4 separate regions of the Sus scrofa genome follow, and regions 1, 3 and 4 are each linked to region 2. A link is a contact called in public HiChIP or PLAC-seq and promoter capture Hi-C data. All regions are on one chromosome and are shown on one strand. Each heading gives the region's core, a stretch centred on a gene start, on an enhancer-like site or on the middle of the called end of the contact. The rest is flanking DNA. Distances are from core to core; before and after follow the strand shown.

Evidence for each region. Promoter capture Hi-C pulls out the DNA fragments that hold promoters and counts their contacts. HiChIP or PLAC-seq counts read pairs in DNA pulled down with a chosen protein or histone mark.
Region 1: a contact with region 2 is called in an H3K27ac HiChIP or PLAC-seq map of alveolar macrophages. The contact joins the promoter of RRS1 here to the promoter of MTFR1 in region 2. A contact is called at or near these places in 2 of 5 promoter capture datasets (fetal liver and liver) and 2 of 2 datasets of contacts at active chromatin or transcription factors (alveolar macrophages and skeletal muscle).
Region 3: a contact with region 2 is called in an H3K27ac HiChIP or PLAC-seq map of skeletal muscle, with 4 times the contacts expected there. The contact joins the promoter of MYBL1 here to the promoter of MTFR1 in region 2. A contact is called at or near these places in 1 of 5 promoter capture datasets (fetal liver), 1 of 47 Hi-C or Micro-C datasets (heart right ventricle) and 1 of 2 datasets of contacts at active chromatin or transcription factors (skeletal muscle).
Region 4: a contact with region 2 is called in a promoter capture Hi-C map of liver, with 4 times the contacts expected there. The contact joins the promoter of LOC100738003 here to the promoter of MTFR1 in region 2. A contact is called at or near these places in 1 of 5 promoter capture datasets (liver) and 1 of 47 Hi-C or Micro-C datasets (liver).

The regions. Positions count from the first base shown.
Region 1 is chr4:68,286,467-68,289,636 of Sscrofa11.1, forward strand. RRS1 (ribosome biogenesis regulatory protein homolog) reads right to left here and starts at 1,747. Exons shown (of 1, transcript XM_003125604.4): 1 at 1-1,747. The coding sequence starts at 1,622. The coding sequence ends at 525. All of the region lies in intron 1 of LOC110260284 (a long non-coding RNA gene), which reads left to right.
Region 2 is chr4:68,968,744-68,971,826 of Sscrofa11.1, forward strand. MTFR1 (mitochondrial fission regulator 1) reads right to left here and starts at 1,255. Exons shown (of 7, transcript XM_021089295.1): 1 at 821-1,255.
Region 3 is chr4:68,118,084-68,121,419 of Sscrofa11.1, forward strand. MYBL1 (myb-related protein A) reads left to right here and starts at 1,995. Exons shown (of 16, transcript XM_021089286.1): 1 at 1,995-2,430. The coding sequence starts at 2,411. LOC106510063 (a long non-coding RNA gene) reads right to left here and starts at 1,698. Exons shown (of 2, transcript XR_001308193.2): 1 at 1,358-1,698; 2 at 954-1,270.
Region 4 is chr4:69,614,316-69,617,646 of Sscrofa11.1, forward strand. It overlaps LOC100738003 (25-hydroxycholesterol 7-alpha-hydroxylase-like), which reads left to right and starts at 1,638. Exons shown (of 6, transcript XM_021089296.1): 1 at 1,638-2,050. The coding sequence starts at 1,938. LOC102167557 (a long non-coding RNA gene) reads right to left here and starts at 1,661. Exons shown (of 7, transcript XR_002343278.1): 1 at 1,528-1,661.

The DNA of each region.
Region 1 (3,170 bases), core at 497-2,996, 680 kb before region 2:
TAATCTGTAACACGTATCCAGGTCACTGGCTTTACTTAAAACTTACAAAATTTGAAAGCAATATTAGATCCAGACATACCTTTATTAAATGGCCTTTACAACAGTTCTGAAAATGTAACCTTGTAATCTTTTTGTTCCCCCACTTTGATAAATACAGAAGCTTGTTATCAAAACAATGCTAAAAGTCTTTGAAATATGACCTCCCTCACACCACATACAAAGTTTACAAGGAAAAAAAAAGTCTGTTTAAAAACAGAACTCACTCCTAATTTCGACCAAATTCTTTCCCTAATTCGTATAGCCTTAAATACATCCTTTAATCTTCAGCCAAAGTTTTGGTTGTGGGAAATAACATTAATTTGTCCTGTGCAATATTTACATACTATTTTCAGAGGAGGGCAAGGCTGTCCCTTTAACTTCAAGCTCAGTGAAGGCAGGGGCCACATCTTTGGTGTCCCCCTACAGTGCCTAGATGTCAACATTAAGTACAGTTCTTGGTTTACAAACAAGTCCGAGGCTGAAATTTACTTCCTCCTCTTTCCTCCTTGGTGTTGCCCTCCTTTTCTCTTGCCACCCAAGCCCGGCGGCCCGGAATTCATCTTGCTTCCCACGCCCCCTTTCCTCTTCCCTCCCTGGCTGGGTGGGCCACCTTTCCTCTTACCCCCAGGACCCTGTCGGCCTCCCTTTCTTTTGCCCTTCTGGCTCATTTTCCTCCTCTTAGCCGCTTCTTCCTGGTCCTCCTCCCTCATCTGCTTATTGGTGGCTCTGGTCACGTCCAGCTGAGGCTTTTTGCTGTTCATTACTCGCAACATCTCCAACTGGCTCTTCTTCTCAGCTGCAAAGTCCCCAAAAAGGGGTTGAAACTTCCTTTTCTTGCCAGAGCCCCGGGGCGCCTTCTCCTTGGGCAGGCGCTCCTGGAAGCGCCCTACAGAGGCGGTGGAGACCTTGGCCACCTGCATGGCGCGGCCCAGCTCTTCCTTACTCTGATGTCCGGTAGGGTGCATGCCGGCCGCGCTGGGCAGCTGCATCTTGTGCGCGCGGGCCAGGTTACGCAGCCGGTTCAGCTCGTTCTTGGCTACCCGTTCCTTCTTGGCCTGAATACGCTTGGCGAACTGGTCCTCCATGGGGTCGGCATTGCTCGGCACCTCAATCAACCATTCCTTGGTATCATCGCGGGCCCGTTGGTAGCCCCAGCGGCGGCGCCACTGGCCGCTTACCTCGTCCCACACCAGGTTGGTCTTCTTCTTAGGACGGATGCCCTTGAGACGCGCAAACTGCTGCCAGCGTGTAAGAGGGCGCGGCCGGGGCACCGGCTTCTCGCGCGGCAGTCGAGTGGTGGGCTCCGGCAGCCGCGCCACCAGCGTCTCCTCCACGCGCTCGGTGGGCAGCTGCCAGAGCTGGTTGATGAGCAGCTGCGTGTTGTCCCGCGCCAGGGCTCGCAGCTCGGCCTCCTTCGTGGGTCCCGCATGCCGCAGCCCGGTCGGGGGGTTCCGGTCGGAGGCCAGCAGGTTACCCAGGTCGAACTCCAGCTCTAGTTCCTTGTGCACGGTGATGCGCTGCAGCTTTTCCGCCTCGTCCCGCTCCGCCTTTGCCAACAGCTCCTCCACGCTCTGGCCCTCCATGGCTCCGGCTGTTCCGGGGTAACAGTTCCAATCAATTCTCCAGTAGCGCCGGCAAAGGCCAAGGCAACACAGCCACGTGCAGTCGCCCAGACGCTCGTCCCGGAAGAGAAAGCTCCACTTCCGGAGCAGCCGGAAAAGGCTCACAACGCGGGCGACCCGAAGAAGGGCCGGCAGAGGGCGGTGTTGGAGAACAGATGGGGTTAGAGACGGCCCTTGGGCTCCAGCCCGGATGTAGGCGGAGCAGGAGCGAGGAACCCGCGCACTACGAAGTCCAAGGTTTGACTGGCACCGGGGCTTCCACTAGGCAGTGGCGTGAGGGAGGGAGGGGCAGTGAAAATTTTGGGGGCCCCAGAATAAGGGGGTCTCGGAGCGACTGTGTTACACTAAGTTAAGTCAGTTCTCAAGATACTTACTAAGTCAGTTCTTCTTGGGAACAGATAAATTATATTTCACCAGAGCCCATGGGGCCCTGGGTGTGGGCCGACAGAGGTCCTTCCCACGGATGTACTTAAAGCCAAGTGTAGACGAAGACTTGGTTTGCTTTGGAAGCCATAGGCAGCTCTGAGTGGGCACGGCCGTGACCCCATCCCAGCCGCCCGATGCCTGGTCTTCCCCGCCCCGGGCTACATCCTCTCACATCCTCTCCTGGCTAGTGGCTAAAGAGCGACTGGCTCTTCTGTTAGACCGCCTTGGTTACAATCTTGACTGCGCTGGTGTTTGAACTTCAACTGTTTAACTTATTTGGCCCTATTTTAAAACCCGTAAGATGAAAGTACTAATAGTACCTACCTCCTAGGGCCACTATAAAGATAAATGAGTTAATATGCCCCCAAGGGAGCTTACTCTAGGGTCTGGATATCAGTGCTCTGAAGGTGAGCTAAATACCAATTACTGTTTAATCTTCGTAATGGCTTGAGGAGCTGTGGCTGGAAGGGCAATCTTACACAGTGATTAAACACCAGGCTCTTGAATTAAACGACCTAGAATAAGATCCATGTTTATTGTACCTGCTTTGGACGGATTGTTTAATATAAGTCCTATAAGTTAATAAATATGAAGCATTAGTTACTGGCACATAGTAAGCATTCAGTAAGTGTTAGTTACTGTAATTCATCATATTCCACTGATGACAACAGAAGACTCAGAGAGGTAAAATGACGTCTAAGGTTTTACAACTAGGGAAGCTGGGAGCAGGATTTATTTTAACGCTGGCTTTAAGACTACATGAATATTCTCTGCAATGTTTTACAGGCTCTTGATACTTGAAAAGTGTGGTGTGGTGACCTGGGCCTTAGAAATGTAGACTCTTTGGCCTCACCCCAAATGTAAAGATTTAGAACCTTCATTTTTAACAAGATAGCTAGGTGATGAGTATGGTCAAGTTTGGGAGGCACTGCTGGTTGTGTGGTTTACAGGTTTTATTTTATCTTAATTGGATTACTGAAGAAGGGATTAGTTGGAGAATTAACCCATGAATATAGATATCGCTGTTTGGAATAGATTTAGTTGAGGGTGAGCTCAAGAGGGCTTTAGCTACAGCCCCATCTA
Region 2 (3,083 bases), core at 5-2,504:
AATATGTCTGAGATATACTTCAAAATAATCGGGGCGGGGGAAGGAGCAAGCCTGGCCAGTTACTGATTTTAAATTGGGTAATGGGTGCACGGAGCTCTCCTACTATCCTCGTGACACTGGAGAGTCTGAAGACTCCCATAATAAAAAGTGCTGTTAAATGTCCAAAGGTCGAGGTGTTTTCTGTTTTCCTTTGGGGCTTAATGCAAATCCCGGTCCCGGTCGGGAAGACAAAGTGGCAAGTTCTAAGAGGCGAAAAGTGAAACGGGGACGCCGGCCAGCTGAGGCTGGTTACGCCTCCCAGGCGGCCCAACAGGTATGCTCCTCCCTCCCAATCCCCGAGGCCCGGACAGGAGGAGCACCCGCCGAGTCACGCCACCGAACCCCCGGGAAAGCGCAACACCCAAGGGAACTGCCGCAAAGGCCCTTCCCTGGGCCGCTGCCTGACTGCCGGCGCGCGAACTGCCGGCTCCCGACGACCGACCAAAGGCCGGGGGAGGAAGGGGGCAGCGATGGGGAGAATAGGTGGGCGGGTGGGTGAGTCCTGCCTTGCCCGGCAAGTCGGCCGAATTCGCTCCGCTCCGCCAAAGCTCCAGCCCCAGCAGGGCCCTCGGCCAGCACGGCCGCCCCCGGACATCTCCGCCTCCCTTCAGCCGCGGCGCGGACACCCCACCGGTACGCGGAGCCCGCCGGCCTCCCCGAAAACCCAAACCCGGCTCCTTCACCTCCTACCCTGAGTGTCACCAAAGGTTCCCGCCGCCGTCCCCGGGGCGCCTCCTCGACCCCAAGCCAACCGCTTTCCAGAGTTTTTACCTCACTCTACCTCCGGCGCGAGGCAGCCCGCCGGCTTCTTCAGCTACTCCACCTTCCAGCTTGACCGTCCCGGGGCGTTGCTGCCAATCACCCAATCTCCGCCCCGAGCCCGGGCGAGGCTCACCAATCAACGGCTCCCTCCGGCCTGGAGGCGGGAGCCGCAAGCGGAAGGCCAGAAGATCGCTGCACGAGCCTGGAGCGGCCTCTCGCAGTGTGCGCACGCGTTGGGCTCGGCTATCGCGTGGGCTTTCCCGTGGACCTTGCTTTTTGTCCTCAGTTCTCTGCCTTGGCAAGTGCTTTGTAAACTTCAACCTCAAGAAAGACCCACATTCTGAATGTAGCCCCAAGTGTGTATTACCTTGAAAGAAGATGTGAATCTTAGCCCTTGTTAAGCTAATAAATGAGCTGTTTCATCTCGCGGTGTAGCAACTTGTGCTCACCCAGCCTTTGCGGACTTCGTATCTCGGGTGTGTTTGTCTAGGGGAAGTAGGGCTGTCGGATTGTACAAAGTGCCTGAAGGGTTAGGATTTTACTTTACCAAGTCTTCGGTTCTAACATGTTTAAGTTTTATTCGTTGGGACACGTGATTTTTAGTAGCTGAGTATCCCAAGACACTCTGGGTTCAATTCATTCTCTCTTGAAAATATGATCATTGCACTTAATAGCTAACAATATATTAAGCATGGTAATATGGGTAGGACTGACAAAAGATTCATACGTAGAGCGGAGAAACCTATTTCTGTTTGGCTTTTCAAGAGCCTATTGCTGATTGGCTGTTTCTCTTACCCTCCCATTGTAATTGATCCCAGAGGTCGTAAGCAGACAACAGAGCTCTGAAGTTTTTAATCCGGGTGCCCAAGTCTCTCCCTGGCGAGGCTTTCCCCCTTCAGCAAAAGCGTTAATTCATCTACTTAACAAGGGCTTGTTAGGGGCCCACTGTGACAATACAAAGATTTTAAAGAGCTTTGAACCACGCCCTCAGTGAGCCTACGGGCTAACAACAAGGTTAATTTATATAACCAAAAGTTGTAACCAGGTATGGAGGGGGCTGGGAAACCCGCCTAAGCCTGCCCGGGTTCTCAGGGAGTGCATCTGGAAGAAGAGAATGCTTGGGCTGGGGTCTGATGAAGCAGCAGAAGCATCTGAGCTCAAGGGGCAGGGGCAGAGCATGGCGATATATCTAACAAAGTTCACTTGTTGCTTATGAGATTTTCCTAGGGTGGATTTAGTGCGAAGCTAATGAAGCATCTGCCATTGACTTGCACCAGCTCTCTCCAAGAGCCAAGGAAGGGCCCCAGCACCTAATAATGCACATGATCATATGTAGTTTTCAACTCTTTAAAGGGGCCCCAGCACCTAATGCACATGATCATATGTAGTTTTAAACTCATATGTCTTAGAGCTGTCCTCAACAGGGATTGGCTAAGGCTTTTTTCCATGCCAATTTCCTTTCCTTCACACTTCCCTTCTAGGTGCCCTGGAGTGGCTCTGGGCTTTTGGGGGATCTGAGTGAGGGAAAGAGTTGAGATGGAACTGGAGCCACTTCCCTGATAAGTTATTTCTGACTCTCCTGGTGTTGGAATAGCTTCCAGGAAAACTCCTAGCTACACTCTATTCTATCTCATAAATGAATGTGTCCCAGGGCACCTGGCAGTAGATGCACATGGGTGGAGAAAGAGAAAAGAGTTTGAAATGTGCTGAGCCAAAAGTTAATCTAGGGGGAAATCTTCCAGTCATCACACTTTTAAAATTATAAGATTACAGGGAGTTCCTGTTGTGGCGCAGTGGAAATGAATCCAACTAGTATCCATGAGGGTATGGGTTTGATCCCTGGCGTTCCTCAGCATTGATGTGAGCTATGGTGTAGGTCACAGATGCAGCTCCAACTCCATGTTGCTGTTGGCGTAGGCTGGCAGCTACAGTTCTGATTCCACCCCTAGCCTGGGGACTTCCATATGCCATGAGTGCAGCCCTAAAAAGCAAAATAAAAATAAAGATAAAAATATATGTGATTATAAAATCATAATTTTCTGTTCCAGACTCCAATCCAAATTGCCACATTGCATTTAGTCATCATGTTTCCTTAGACTCCTCTGGCCTATCAAGAGTTTCTTTCTTTTTTTTTTTTCTTTTTCTTTTTAGGGCTGAACCCACAGCATATGGAAGTTCCCAGGCTAGGGGTTGAATTGGAGCTACAGCTGCCAGCCTACATCACAGCCACAGCAATGCCAGATCTGAGCCATGTCTGTGACCTACACCACAGCTCATGGCAA
Region 3 (3,336 bases), core at 745-3,244, 850 kb before region 2:
AGCTTGATAGTTTCTAGGTCCATCCACGTTGCTAAAAATGCTGGTATTTTATATTTCTTTTTAATATTGCATTGTGTATATGTACCACATCTTCTGGATCCACTCCTCTGTTGATGGACAGTTAGGTTGTTTCCATGTCTTGGCTATTGTAAATAGTGCTGCAATGAACATTGGCGTACATGTGTCTTTGCGAGTCGTGGTTTTCTCTGGATAGATGCCCAGGAGTGGGATTGCTGGATCAAATGGTAGTTCTATGTTTAGTTTTCTGAGGAATCTCCATACTGCTTTCCACAGTGGTTGCACCCATTTACAATCTCACCAAACTCATTATTAAGTTTTGAGAATTCTTTATATACTCTGAATAAAAATTCTTTATTAAACATTTTGATTTAACCGCCCCCCCCCAGTGTCAGGTTATATTTGAGTATGTGTACTGAAATAACTGTGAGCCACTTTAATTCCACATTTTGTCTTTTTATAACTAGTTTAAATGAATTTGTAATGTTATCTTTCTGAGGAGTTATGTTTACCTTTAAAGTGAGGGGAATTTAGTTTGCTGTCAAAATCTAAAATACCTGTCTTCAAGCTCTAAAAAGGTATTCTGTATAAAACTGACTGTAGCCTAAATATAGCAGAAAGACGGTTTCCTTTTAGGATGTAAATAAGCAGAGTATTAAGACCTAGGAGTATATAAGAAAACTATTTTCAAACGACATTACTTTCTAAATTAGGGTTTTTTTTTTTTAAATGAATTAGCAACACAATAAAGAATGATTTGAAAGAAAAGCTGTTTTACCGTCCCAGAAACCTAACTTGAGAAAAAGGAAGTATTAAAAGGCAGGTGTTTTAAGTTTTGAAAGTAGTACATGCAAGCGCCTCTTAATTCACATTTGCACCTGCATCTTTGATTTGCAAAAATTGATGCGTAAAATTTCAAAATAGCAAAATGTAAGTTTTGTTACATTAACATGTGGTTTTGTGCTCTATGCAGTAGAGCATGTTACCTTGCAAATTTGGATCCTTTAGCATTTCTAATCATTACTGTAATTAATCTACTTTAATAAGAGTTAAACTGAGCAGTTCGTACTTGTAACTGCTAGAAGCTCCTCCCCAGCAGTTCCTTACTCCTCCCCTCTCTCCTGCGAAGGAAGATAACCTTCTCCTGTTGACTACCGCGCTCGGTTATCTGCGCGTAATTCCCAGTCCATTCCTGTCTTCCCGCATTCTTCTCCGGGATCACGGCTCCTTCACTGCGCACCGCAGTTATTTCCTGCAGAACCGGGTAGTGGATTAAGCTCTTTGAAGACCAGCCGCAGACCCTGTTTTTTTCCCTTTTCCATTCCAAGCACGTGTCTACCTGAAAACTTTTTCCACCTGTCACACTCTTGCTCGGTCTTGATGTTCAGTTTCCTGCTACAGAATCTTGACTACCAAGTTTGGGCCAAAAGAGCTCTCATTTTTGCTTAAACAATAACGGCCGCGCAAATTTTATAGTTAGATTTGTCTCAAATCCGAAGACCGCGCCTCCTAACAGGAGGGATGCACCCCAGGAGTGAGCAGCTGTGGCCGAGAGAAGGGTGCGGGGACAATCCCTGACAGGACAGCTCAACCCCCAGGGACAACAGTGCCGCATCCCGTTAAATTTGGGCTCAGGCCGCGTTTCCGGCCAGATAGCCTCTCCGCGAGCCTGGAACTTGCTTTCCCAGTAGGCCCCGCGCGGCCTTCGGCGCCCCGCCCCCTCGCGGTGCGGCGCTGGGCGCGCTCCGGGTCCTGTCATAGCTAGACCCGCGAGCCCCGCCTGCGGCCCCACCCCCTCGCTCCCAGCTCCTTCCCCCGCTCCCGCGAGTTCCAGTCCCGGCTTCCAGCTCCCCAGCCCCGCCCTCAGTCGCGCGCGCTCTCCCGGCCCCGCCCTCGTTCCCCCGCGTGCCGCCGCCACAGCCAATGAGGTTCCGGGCCGCGTGCGCAGATTCAAACGGCGGCTCTTGAGGGAGGCTGGGCGCGAGATTCGGCGGTGCGGACAAAACCCTGCAGGAGGCTGCGAGCCCTGCAGAGCGGCTCGCTGCGGGGAGAGGGCGGGGGTCGGCTCCCGCGGCGGAGCCGCGCTGGGACCGCGGCAAGGAGGTTGAGAGGCAGGGGGAGCGGCCAGCGGAGGGCAGGAGCGCGCCTGCTGACATGTTGGGGGTATCCCTGACCGGGCCAGGCCGGGGCTAGGAGCGGCGCTGCGGGCCGGGGGCGGGTCTCGGTCCGCCCCTCCGTCCTGCTCTGCCGGGAACTTGAGTTCCGCACTCGGTCGCCTCGGAGCGTGAGCGAGTGAAGCGGCGGGAGGGTTGGGGAGAAGGAGCATTCGCCTGAGGCTGGAGGAGGCTGAACTGCGTCCCCGCCCAGCCTGCGCCTATGCGGTACTTGAAGGATGGCGAAGAGGTCGCGCAGGTGGGTGACATCCCCTTCTCCAGGCCTGTCGGCACAGTCTCGGCTCAGATCATCCTGCCTTTCCCGCCGCTTCCCCACCAGGCCCTGCCTAGCCCGGGCCGAGGTTATCCTGCCCGCTGCTCCACAGCCGCTTCGGCACGCTGGCCGGAGCGCAGCTGTGACGTGTGGAGAGTCGGGGACCGGTGTGTTTAAGACTCACGAAGTGAGCAACAGATGCCCGGGTTGCTTCCTTGAGTCCCTTCTCCCCCCCCAGCGCACGTCCGGACCCACAATCTCTCGCGGCAAGTTCTTGGTGGGAGTTTCTTGGCAGGTAAGTCTGTGTGCTTTCAGGGAGTCCGCTCCTCTGGTGAGGCTGGGGTACTGACCTGGCCGGACGACCTCAAAGTGGCATTCAGAGGGCCTCTTTTTCTCTGAATTACTGGACCTGTTAAAAATAGGAACTCTTGTGTTAAATATAGGTGGGGACCCCTCGGCCATCTCTGCCACCTTGAAAGGTATGGAAATCCTCTGAGGAATCATGAGTAGAGAGGCTCTTTTTGATGTTTTCTGTAATTACCATCCTCATGGTTTTAGTGTTATGTGTATATATATATATATATATATGTATTTAATATCCTCTACTGGGAGATGTCACACTGTTACCGCCAGTAGCTTGATCTTAAAATAAAACAATGTGTTTGATTCACTTAATATTTTGTGTGTCTACGGAAGTGTTGCACAGAGACAGGACATGGCTTTTGTTGGAAACTTGCTAGATTGAACTTATGCATGTCATCTTTGTTAATATGTCACTACAGTAGCTACTCCTAAATTGTGTGTAGTAATCACTTAGATGACAAAAAACTAGGGCCCTTTTTGTCAGGATTATTAAATAAACATGAAGAGAAGTTTGACAGGATTTCCAAA
Region 4 (3,331 bases), core at 388-2,887, 650 kb after region 2:
TCTGCAATGAGTGCAGAAATGCTCGGCATGGGTACCACTCTGTAAACTGGCTCTGCTGGCCAGGCAGTAATGGAAACAAATTTGCTTTTTCTTGGAGGAGACAGAATAGTCATTGGATCTAATAGCACCTGGATCCTGTTGCAGTTGGATCTCCTGGAACATTGAGTCTATGACAGGAGACAGGAGAGGCAGTAGAAAAACCCTGGCATAAAAGTCAAAGATGAAGAAACTCACAAAGATTAACATTCTCATGCTCACCCAATCATTCCCAGCTTTAAGGCTTAGGAAATCAACACAGCAGTAATCCAGTGTTGGAGCACCAACTAAGAGCCAGGCACAGGTGAAGCACTTCCAACTACATTATCTCAAGTCCAGGGTGGTGGACCAGATCACAGACGGCAAAGTAGGTGCAGACAAGGTCGTCTAAGAGATGGTTCTTACCTAAAGCAGGCAAGACAGACATAGACAGAAATAACTCAGATATAGAGGGACAAAGAATGGAATGATAAATAGAGACAGTATAAAAGTATGGAGATGGGAGAGATTCATTAAAAAATGAGTTAGGAATAATTTCTAGAAGGAAGTGGGATTTGAGCTGGGCCTTGAGAGGTACGTAGAATTTTTGTATTTAGAGGAGAGAGGAAATATTTTTCAGAGGGAATATCAAAAGCAAAGGTGTAAAAGGGCTGATGGCAAGGCACCAGCGACTCAGACTTCCATGAACATGCAACTGTACTAGGCACGCACGAGACAAACTGTGGAGGGCTTCTCACTGCAGGTCGAAGATTTATGACTTTATCAAAAAGGCAACCATCAAGAGTTCTGAACAGGGTCAAAGCTGGACAGGTCAGTGTTGTAGGGAATGGCAATGGGGAGGCTGGGCTGGAAAACTCAAAGGTCAGGGGAACGGAGCTTCTGAAGCTGCTCTAAAAGTCCAGAGACCTGCTCAAATAAAATCTTAACAGAGAGGAAAGAACTCAGTGGTACTGGAACAGCCCTGATTAGAACGGTTGTTACTTATCAATTGAGTGACTAGCGTAAGTTGTTAACCAGCGCTTCATTATCTGTTCTCTAAAACGTGGCTAAAAATTCCATTCCAAGTTTGGTGGGGAGCATAAACGACACACGTGTGAAGTCCCTGGTGGTGAATGACCGTGACTCAGGAAAAGAAATTCTCAAAGTTTCTCCCTTATGCTTTCAAAAGTCCACCTGCGGGCCTTGGACGACTTGTGTTTAGTACCTTAGCGTCTGTTTCGGTATAGCTCCTTTCCTCTTTGTCCTCCTGGACGGTGCGCCCCATCAGGACCGGGGCTGGAGCCCGACCCTGGGCCACGTACTCCGGGCCTCAAAGACAGTTCTGGGCGCACACGAGGCGCGGGAGCCGCGCGGCGAGTGGAGGGCAGCGAAGCCCCGGGGTCAGAGGGTGCCTACGGGATCCCTGGGGCCGGATCCCATCCCACCCCGCTCCCGGTTCCTTAGCCTCCCGAGGCGCGCGGGCTAAAGAGATGACGAACCCGAGCGACTCACTTTCGACTCAGAACTGAAATCCCCTTCCCTCAGGCCTTCGGAGGCTGGTGCTCAGGAAGTCCTAGCCCCTTCCCCCTCTTCTTTGGCCCTTCTTCCTGCCCCGGGGGGCCGGCGCGCCGTTTTCCAGAAGCTGCTGGCGGGAGGCGGCAGTCGAGCGGGGCGGTGCGTGTGGGAGGGGGGTGTGCAGGGGGAGGGGAGTCCGGGAACTTTGAGACTCGGCCCGGGGGCCCTCGGTGACATTCCAGGCGAAGCCGCGGCCAGGCCAGCCTCCCGGGCTCGGACCCTGACCTTCCGCCGGCTGCAGAGTCTCCGGCCACGCCGCCCCGGGAGGGAGAGAGAGAGAGAGAGAGAGACCCCCGCTGTCCCCGCAGCCGCGCGCCATCCAGACGGCGGAAGACGCGTCGGCGGGCATGGGCCGCTTCTCGCCGGAGCCGTGGCTGCCGCAGCTACTCAGCCCCCGGGGCCTGGCTCTCGCCGCGGCCCTGTTGCTGCTGGTCTTATTCCTGCGCACCCGGCGCACCAGGTAAGCGCCCGGGCCACGCATGCGTCGTGGGCCTCGCCACCGCGCGCGACCGAGATGGTCCCGCCGGTCCCCTCCAGGCCTCCCGGCGCGGCGAGGCACAACTTGCAGGGGGTGCCTACATCTTTGGGGGTCGTGTGCAAAGACAAAGGCTTCCTGGGCCTTTTGCCCGGGCGTCGGAGTTCGTGTGCAAACGATGTGCCGCTCCAGTGTAGGTTGTAGGCAGCCCCAGGTTTGCATTTTACAATGTGCATCAGGCTTGGCTTCCAGACACATTTTGGTGCCTAGTTACAGTGACTTGATGCTTAATGGCCTTGCATTCATAGAGGGGGGTTTTCTTCCATTACATTCCGTTATAAGTGAAGTGTTTTAGGAAAATGCCGATGTATGGTCTGAATGATACCGCTGGGTGCCTCTCTCTGTGCCTCAGTTTACCCCTGGCCCACGTTTGGCAGATAAAATAATAGTATCTCATGGGATTTTTGTGAGTACTGAACGAGCTTAGAGTATGTGTTTGATACATTTATTTTTCTTAGAACAAAAGAAAACAGTAACAGAACTACTAGGTGTGTCACACTTGATGGTCTCATTGAGAGTATGGAAGTAGAGGCCACTCCCTTGCCTTCTGAGATGGCCCACTCTGTTTATCTCTCTCAATAAATCTCTCTCCAAAAAAGGTTAAAAAAAAAAAAAAAGGAAATGTGGAAGTAGAAGAAACAAGACAAGTTCAACCTAAAAGCACTCATTTTGAAATCACTCTGTTTCTTTTCTTACCTGGTGCCTTTTTCATACTACCAGGTTTCTCATAGCATGTTAACCCCCTTGTTTTTTATTTTTGTCTGATCATCTAGGTGGAGGCTGGTGTCATTTCCTGAGGTAGGGCAGGTTTAGCGGAATGGAGGGGACCAGCAATTTTGTTTGGGGCCGTTAGATAGTGAAGGCTGTGTTTCTGGTGCTCAGTGGCGAGGTCCAGGGAGAATATTTAATTATGAATGTCACAAATATGAAATGAGTGTAGGTTGGTCACCTGGTGAGAGAGTCTGATGGAGAAGCAGGGAGTCTAGGCCACGCTCCTTATTGCAGGGTCTGGCGGAGGAAGAGGGGCCACAGTGGAGTCCCAGTAGCATGGGAGGAAAATCCAGTGACTGTGGGGTTCTGGAAGCTCCGCAGGGATATATTTAAGCAGTAGAGGGGGAGTTATCCGTGTCAAATGTCTCTGAGCAGTCAAGTTTGTGAGGGCAAAGGACACCGGTGTTGACAAGATGCAGAACTGATAAGAGCTAA